Regions from separate parts of the Canis lupus genome. Here region 1 is linked to region 2. A link is a contact called in public Hi-C data. All regions are on one chromosome and are shown on one strand. The core of a region is the stretch at or near the end of the contact, and the rest is flanking DNA. Distances in the headings are between cores, read along the strand shown. Region 1 holds the start of HROB (homologous recombination OB-fold protein). Region 2 holds the start of SLC25A39 (solute carrier family 25 member 39).

The links. Hi-C and Micro-C count contacts between places; a contact is called where the count stands out from the background.
Region 1: a contact with region 2 is called in a Hi-C map of blood, with 3 times the contacts expected there. The contact joins the promoter of HROB here to the promoter of SLC25A39 in region 2. A contact is called at or near these places in 3 of 9 Hi-C or Micro-C datasets (amygdala and blood).

The regions. Positions count from the first base shown.
Region 1 is chr9:19,119,924-19,124,149 of UU_Cfam_GSD_1.0, reverse strand. HROB (homologous recombination OB-fold protein) reads left to right here and starts at 1,496. Exons shown (of 9, transcript XM_038547137.1): 1 at 1,496-1,709; 2 at 2,616-2,666. The coding sequence starts at 1,707.
Region 2 is chr9:18,975,762-18,980,348 of UU_Cfam_GSD_1.0, reverse strand. It overlaps SLC25A39 (solute carrier family 25 member 39), which reads right to left and starts at 2,152. Exons shown (of 12, transcript XM_038547113.1): 1 at 2,014-2,152; 2 at 868-967; 3 at 675-734; 4 at 510-554; 5 at 144-253. The coding sequence starts at 952.

The DNA.
Region 1 (4,226 bases), core at 247-2,746, 140 kb before region 2:
CAGGTCCACATTTTCCATTTGCTCCAACCACCTGCCCCCACCCCCATCCAGGTCCTAACAGGAGGTGGGGGCAGTAGTTGCCAAATTCATTTAACTTAGAAAAAAAGTGATGAAGGAGGCACTTGGGATTTCACTGAGAAGAGAAGGCCTGCAAGTGGGAGTGTTGGGGTTTTGTACCCCAGCTTGGAAGAAGCACAGAGGGTGTGAGGGGATGAGAGTTAGGACTCCAGCTTCCATCTCCCACTGACATTCTTTCTTTTTTTTTTTTTTAAGATTTTATTTATTTATTCATGAGACAGACAGACAGACAGAGAGGCAGAGACACAGGCAGAGGGAGAAGCAGGCTCCATGCAGGGAGCCCAACATGGGACTTGATCCAGGGTCTCCAGGATCACACCCCGGGCTGAAGGCAGCACTAAACCACTGAGCCCCCCGGGCTGCCCTCCCACTGACATTCTGGCTTCCATTCTGACATAGGACAGACAGGTAAACTGGTCCATAGAAAACTATGATGGCTACCCAGAGGTGAGGCCAGGCCAGCCCCTGGGGAAGATCCAAGGCTGGTTCAGATCACATCATTAAGAACTTGAATCAGCTACCTTTCTCCCGCCTTTTGGGTCCTTAAAACTATGCAGCCCTAGTGTCACTCCAACTAGCCCTATAATGACAAGCAAGAAGAAAAACAGAGTGAGGACTGAGGGCTGGCTCAGGGATGGACGCCCCTGCCCATTTCTCTGCACAACTATCCTGAAATATCTTTTGACCTGTGTCTCCCTGACTCGTGAATTTGAGGACACAAGGAGTCTTCTTAATTTCCCTATCCTCACTGTTAAGTACTGTGCCAGATACAGGGCAGTCATTGTGTCATTCATTCAATAATTCTATGGAGCATTGTGCTAAGTGCTGGGGACAAAAATGTTGAACAAGCCAGACAAAGTGCCTGCCCTCATGGAGCTCATTTTTGTTTGCTTGTCTGTGTTGCTTGTTTTTTGGTACTGAAACCTGGGAGCTCATATTTTAGGGAGGAAGACACAAAATAAAGATGTAAACCACGATAATTATAAATCATGGAAAATGCTGAGAAGGAAATAGAGTGTTGGATGGGGAAAGGATGTTACTTGAGAGATTGGTGAGAAGGAAGATCTGGGATCTAAGTTTAAATATGAAGGATAAAAGGAGCAAGACCTAGAACACCGTTGCTTAATATATATCTTGCAAATATGGATAGATGGATGGTTGGGGCGGGTTGTAGTGTGAATGAGAGTTCTGCTCTAGGACCCAGTCCCTAGCGTGCTTAGCTCAAGAGAGGAGGGTGGGCGGGCCTGGGGACCCAAGATTTCCAATCGGCTCTCCCAGAACTCCTGTTGAACCAGCCGACCGGGCCCGAGGAGCCGCTGGGGGGCGCCCGAGAGCCCACTCGTTTCCCTTTAAGGCCGAGGCGGAAGACCGACGGAGGAAGGGCCTTTGGGTCGGCGGGATAGAAATAGGCCCGCCCCTTTAAGAGGGCGGAGACGCTGGAGTGGCGGCCACTTCGAAAGCGGCCTCGGGCCCCGGCCCCCGGCTTCCCGGCGACCCTCTCTCTTCCCCCGCCTGCGTCGCACCAAGACACCCCGCAGCCCGGAGTCCGACTCTCCCGCCTGGGACAAGCCGAGGCCCCGGCGTCCCCCCTTCCGCCCCGCACGGGCCGGAGCCCGTCCGCCGTCGCCATGGTAATGCCGCGCCCCGGGGCAGCGGAACTGCCTTCCAGCTTGCAGCCCCCCCCTCACTCGTGCGAGCTGCGTGCCCGGGTTAGGGTTCGGATCCTAGTTTGGTGGCTTCGGGACACCTGGACTCTAGTCAGGGCTTGGGAGGGTCCGCCCCACACACCTCCCTCGGGGCCTGTTTCCCTCGTGCTGCCTTCCGTCTGTTCTTGGAGAGCTGGTCATCCCTCCCGGTGGCTCAAACGTCGCGCCTCCGGAGCTCCACCCCCTCCGCCTGGCCCGTACCCTCTGACCTTTGGACACCGGGGATGGGTTTGTCAGACGGTAGCTCTTGCTGTCCCGGCTTCTAGGGTTAGGCACGGCCTGCTGCTCTGGGCGTGACACAGGTCTAAGAGCTGGCCCCAGCAAGAAGGACCTGTGGCCTGGGGGATCCTACCCTCTTGGGACGCTGGCTTTGGCACATTGGATTCGCTAAGGAAACCACTTTTCTCAGAAACAAGGCCACTGTACTAGGCATGCTTCGATTTATAGTAGTCTGTCTTATGGTTGACATGGGTTCTCCAAGCCAAATCTTTGGGATGTTGCAGAATCCTTAGGCCCCTGTGCATGGGGCTGGGTCTAAAGAATGACCCATGCTCCTTTTGGGAGTCTTCCCCTTGCCTCCTCCTCCCTCTTCCAAGGCCAATACAGATGAACCTGAGTGGATTATTTTTACTAGAAAGGATTCTAAATCACCTAAATCATTAAGTAAATCCCATCTCTTCCCTCCTCATCCCTTATTCTTCCCTCAGCACTCCCAAAAAACAACAGTACACCTGATGGTCTTGTTAGAATTGGAAAGAAGCAGAGTGAGGACAGAATGTACTTGCAAACAGTATTTCTCATCCAGCCTCAATTGCTTTGTTTTCCTTTCAGGCATGCAGTTTGCAGAAGCTGTTTACTGTGGAAGAGGAGTTTGAAGATGAGGTAAGGAAGTGTTGGTGATCAGAGATAGCAGAGGAGATCTTGAGTGGAAAACACCCAGACCCAGAACATTTTGAAGCAATGTGCCCCAGCCTCCTTTTACTTGACATGTATAGCTTTTTTGTCTGTGAGGAGCTGAGAGAAAATGAGACATGTAAACAACCTTCTTAACTGTTTTAGAGACAGAAAAAGAAACAGAGATGTGAGCTGCCTAATTGGCATACCTTTAAATTACAAGGGCCCTTGCCTGGAAGCTGTGTCATGTGGATGATTCAGTTCACCTTTATGATGGCATACTTGAGGTGGGAAGAAAGTTTATGGAGAGCCAGACAACACGGTTAGTGGATGACAGGAGGCCTGGGGTCACCAAGTGGCTATGTGAGCCAGGGCAAATTACTTCATTCTCTGGCCTTCTGTTTTCTCTTCTATAATAGAAAGGATGTTCTTTTGCCTCAAATGCTCTTCCCTTCCCTCTCAGAAGATGAGGGATTAGACCAGATTGGAAGCTGGCATATTAAAATCACCCCTGCTGAGGCCCTCCCCCACACCAATTAAATCGGAATTTCTGGGGATGCGCCCAGGAGGGCTATTTCTAATCTTGGGGTATAGTCAGGGATCACTAAACTAGCTGGCAATCCCCACAGCTCTCTACCCGCTCAAATCCAATGGATGTAGTTTCATCTGGAGGCCCCAAATTGCTACCTGGAATCCGTTTCAGAAATAGGTATGATTTGGGATCCCTGGGTGGTGCAGTGGTTTAGCGCCTGCCTTTGGCCCAGGGCACGATCCTGGAGACCCAGGATCGAATCCCACGTCGGGCTCCCGGTGCATGGAGCCTGCTTCTCCCTCTGCCTGTGTCTCTGCCTCTCTCTCTCTCTCTCTCTGTGACTATCATAAAAAAAAAAAAGAAAGAAAAGAAATAGGTAGGATTTAAGTGAGTAAAACCCAAAAAAGGTAAATTAACGTGCTGAAGAGTATAGCACCAACAACCAGGGTGAGGTCTTGGCCTCCTTATTCATCTAGCATACATACACAATAAACTACATTTATAGAATAGAATTGCTTTATTTTATCAATGACAAGCCGTTCCAACTTACTTTTTGTCTCCCAGTGTTGTGCTTTAAAAATCATGTTTAGAATTTGTCGAGATGGGGACTCCTGTGATCCTGGAGTCCCGGAATCAAGTCTCACATTGGGGTCCTGGCAGGAAGCCTGCTTCTCCCTCTGCCTGTGTCTCTGCCTCTCTCTGTGTCTCTCATGAATAAATAAATAAAAATCCTTAAAAAAAAAAAAAAAAGAATTTATCGAGATGCCCAATTTGTACCTAGTATAGTGATGCACCAGGGACCCTTCTGGCAGCCCAAGCCCCACGTTCCCTTCCTTTGAGGCATTTGGTACCTAAGATTTGAAAGGGAAAACAGACCTTCCTCAGACCTCTTAAAAACTGGTCTATGGGTTGTCTCATTCATTGAGGCCCTAAGACATAGTGACAAGGGCACATATGGGTTCTAGTCCTGGTTCTGTGAAGTTACTTAACTTCGGAATCTCCATTTCTACATCTGT
Region 2 (4,587 bases), core at 903-3,402:
TGCCTCAGGGAAGCCCTTCCCAAACCGACTGGACCACCCCTACTTCCTTTGCACCACCCGTTCTTTCCCAGGTCTGCCGTCTGACCAATGTGAATCCCTCAGGAAGGCCTAGAGACCCAGCTGAAGGCACAGCTGCTCCTCACCATGGTGCCAGTGAAGCGGGTAGGGTCCTGAAACCAGGTGGCACAGCGGGCACCATTTGGACACAAGTACAGGGGTTCCAGAACACCATTGCAGTATAGGAGGCACTTCCCTGTGGATTGGAGAGAGGAGGGCACTGGGGAAGGGGAGGGGGGCATTAGGACAACAGTGCCCTAGAACCCTGCAGGAAGGTGTTGAGCCCCATCCCTAGGGGCCGGCAGAGGCAGTGATCCCTGGGTGGACATTCTTGCTCACGAATTTGACCTGAAAGTGTGTTCTAGGGCTGTGGAGCCCTCAGGTCCCCTGGGGAGACTAGGACCCTCCCTCCCCCGGACCATGACAAGCCCCCTATGACTAGGGAAACTCACATTTGGCGTAGGGGAGGCTCCAGAGTCTGGAGGGAGGCATCAGCTCTAAAATACAAGGCAGTCCCTTAAGTCAGAAGAGCCACCTACCTGTCCCAGGGACCCCATCTCTGGAAGATCCATTTTGCCCATGCACCTCCCATGTTGGCTTCAGGGTCAGGCACTCACCACTGGCCATCGAGGGGCGCTGAGACTGCAGGCGTACTTTCACCACGTCCAGGGGTGTCACTGGAGGAGGAGGGCAGGTCTGAAGGCTCCTTTCAGGACCCCATCCCCGAGCCCTCCTCCAGGGCCAAGTCACCTCTAATCTCGGGTCTTCCCCAGCCCCCAGCTACCCGCCTCACACCTCCCCAGATCTTACTGAAGAGGGAGGTGACCACAGCCCCAGTTCCTGAAGCCACCATTTGTTGGAGGGGGCTAATAGCCCCAGGGTCCTGATCAGCCATCTTGCAGCTTCAATTCTGAAAAACAAATAGTCAATTGGACCCCAATTCACAACAGAAATCAGTGGGAGGGGAAGAACCCAGGTGAGGGCACTTTGGGATCTGAACCAGCCCATCACCCCAATTCACTCACTAAATATGAATTCGAGCGATCCTCACAATTCACTTTTTTCTTTTTAAGATTTTATTTATTCATTCATGAGAGACACAGAGAGAGAAGCAGAGACACAGGCAGAAGGAGAAGCAGGCTCCATGCAGGGAGCCAGATGCGGGATTCGATCCCAGGACCCCGGGATCATGACCTGAGCCAAAGGCAGATGCTCAACCACTGAGGCACCCAGGCGTCCCGCAATCACCGTTGAAAGCAGTTACCGTCATCTCTACTTTACCAATGGACAGAGACTCAGAGAGCGGGGATGACCTGAACAAGGTCACTCCGGGAGTAGTTAGGGAGAAAGCTGGAGTAGTTACTCATGCTTAGGAAGCAGTAATGGCTCGCTGCCATTCCCTCATCTGAGCAACACGGAATCCCTGCGTCCCCGTCACGGGGGCAGGCGCCCTGTTTGGCCTCGGGACCCAAAGACCAGGACGCCTGAACCTGCCCCCCTCTCCCCTCACTCGCAAGGCGGGCCCCGTGTGCTCTGAGTCACGGGGCATGGAAGGTGGGGCCGAGCAATGCGGGAAACGTGTAAACAAATCTGATGGCAGGACGGTCGGCTCTCGGGGCTGGAGGCTGGTGCCCGGCCCTCCCCCGCACGCACCCTCCTCGCGAGGCCGGAAGGGCCAGTCCCCCAGGTCTGGATGGAAAGGACAAGCTCTCCGCGCTCTCTCCCCAAGGCAGAGGGCGGGGCTTCGGCCGAGACGGTCGGGAGTTGGTTTGGGAAAACAGACTCTCTCCCGGGCCCTAGGAGAAGCTCCGGCCCCTCGAGCAGGGGACGCCCGGCGGGACCGCCTAGGTCGGCCGGGCGGCTCGCGACTCCCGGCCCCCAGTCCAGCCGGGGTTCAGGTTCCCCGGGACCCCCGGAGGCCCACGTCCGCCCCCACCCCGGCCCAGGTCCACCCACCTGGCTCTAGGCCGGTGCTCGCGCTGCGCGGCGCCCGGGGCCCAGCGGGCCCATGGCCGCTCCGCGGCCGCTGTACGGTCCGCGCGCGCTCGCCGAGCACCAAGGCCGCCTCTGCAGGCACCCGAGCTCGCCCCGCCCCCAGACCGCGCCGCGAGGCCCCGCCCTCCGCCGGCCGACCAGCCGCACACCCGGAGTGCCGCCGGCCCCGCCCACTCGCTGCCTCTCGCGGACCCGCGCCGCGCCCGCGTACCCGCGCAGCTGGTGCCCCGTGGGGGGCGGCCCGGGGCCAGCGCCCCGAGGTCTTGGGTGCCCCTGTCGTGCGTGGCCTGCGGTAGTATCGCACTTAATAGCGCTTTCTCGCAAACTCCATCCTACCGGGACCCCGGCCGAGCGTTGCCCCGGGAGTCCCGGCGCTCCCCCTAACTTCCCAGACCCACGTGGGTAGCGCGCTCTCCCGCTCTTCCTCAGGGTCCTCTGCGGGGAGGCGGGGGCCTGAATCAGTTCTTCCAAGGCCACGGGGCGATCAGATAGTGACGCCTGACACCCGCCGGCTTCCTGCTGAGGTTTTACGACTTAATGACGACCTGCCGAGCGGGAATTACCACTGTCTCCATTTTACGGATAATCGACTGCGATCCCGCTCTGCAACCACGTGGCAAACCGCTGGGTACCGCGGGCGTGCGGGCGGTGGGGTTAGACGAACTGTGACTCGGGCCAGGCAGGCTGGACGGGGGAGGAGGTTGTCCCCGGAGCCAGGAAAGCGGGGTCAGCCGGACTCGATTGAGGCTTAGTCCCACCACCGTGGGACCTTGGGCAAGGTACACCGCCCCTCCGGGCCTCGGGTTCCTCCTCCGCGCTGAGAGGGGATTGAGGAGGGAAGAAGGGGAATGACATTTTTGCTTGCGTTGGTTACTCTCTCAGCGTTACTTCTACGCCCCCAAACTTTAGGAGTATCTTATCATCGGGCTCCTTTTTACAGGAGATGAAACTGAGGCTGGAAGTTAAGTGCCTGGAATTGGAACCGCCCAGGTACTTCACTCTCATCAGCCTGCCTCCCGGGGTGACAGGTGGGCTTAAATCCTGCGCTGACGTCTCTGATCCCGCTTCTCGGGGAGACATCTCTCCCCCACTGCAAGCTCTGCACCTGAGACCCCACCACTTGCCTCGCCTTTAAAGCTTTGGCGCGGTCGTCATTATTTGTCCGAACACAGAAAAGCGAACGCGGGGTGCGAACCTGCGCCTTTAAGAGGGGCCGACCGTGACTTGGACGTCACCAGCTTCTCGGGCTCCAGCCGCCCAGCCATTCGGCGCCCGGGAGGCTAGCACGTGGATCCCGAGGGGCCAACCATCAGCTTTCCCTGAAACCGGTTGTGCGGCTCCGGGAGGCTTACAAGCCGCAGTTTAGCGGCGGGAGAGTGCGAGCTGTAACGCGGGGGGTTAGTGGCCGCTGGGAAAGCGCAGCGGGGAGGCGCCCCTTGCATCCCTTCCCCAGCCAGTGGAGGTCTGAAATGACGGAAAATCCTTTTATAAACTGTATGTTCAGGCGAGAACCCAGCTTCTATTACGGTCTTTCACAGCCTCAAAGTTACGGTTTACCCGAACAGGTTCATAATCCACAGCCAAGAGATGACTCTCCCCATTTTACCGAGGAGGAAACTGAGGGCCTCGAGAACGATGACTCCCCGTGTGTAATGGAACCAAGATCTCTCCCGCGCAACCTGCGTTTTACGAATGAGAAAATGGAGGCCGAAGAGGTCAGATCGCACCAAGGTCACTCGAATGAAAGAGCCAGGATTCAAACCCCCCAACTGCCTGAGTCCCACCACCCCCTACCCCCAACCCATTCTCAACTTGTGTTCTCTGCTCCCTGCAGTGACCTGCTCACCTGTGAAGGTTTTTATGTGCTCTGGCCTCAGGCCTCCAGAACCCCAAGAAATCTAGCCTGTGGGGCTTGTCTCAAGATCAGAGCCCTTGGGAGGCAGGGACCTGGCTCCAATGGATCCCGGCTGTTTCCTGCGGGAGCCGTGCCACCTCTAACAAATATCTTAATGCCTGTAAGCCCGAGTTCCACCACTTTATAAAATGAGCTGATGGGGAAAATAATGCACCCACCTCACAGGCAATATGTGCGGATTTAATGAGCTAATAGCTGTAAAGTGTTTAGACCCTTGTCTATCATGTGGCAAACACTCAGGTGACTATTATTATTATGGTCATCATCTTTATTATTGATTCACCGCCACCACCACCACCACCACCTTGGAAAGTTATGGAAAAGGCCTTTAGAGCAACCAGATTCTGGTCCTACCTCTGACTCCAAATGCAGGCACAGATAAGTAATAATTCCTTACACCCCTTCCCGCCCAGAGCCAAAATCATACAGCTGCAAATAAGTGGTCGGAAACAAAACCTGGTGACTTCTGAGCCTCAGTTTCCCCCACAGTAGAATAAGGGGCTTACATTCCATTTCTGGTGTTCTTGCAATAAGGATGTCTTTGAGATTTGTCACTGCACCTGTTTCCTTATCTGAAAATAAGGACGATGTCACTCATCCCGCCTGACTTGCAGACTCCT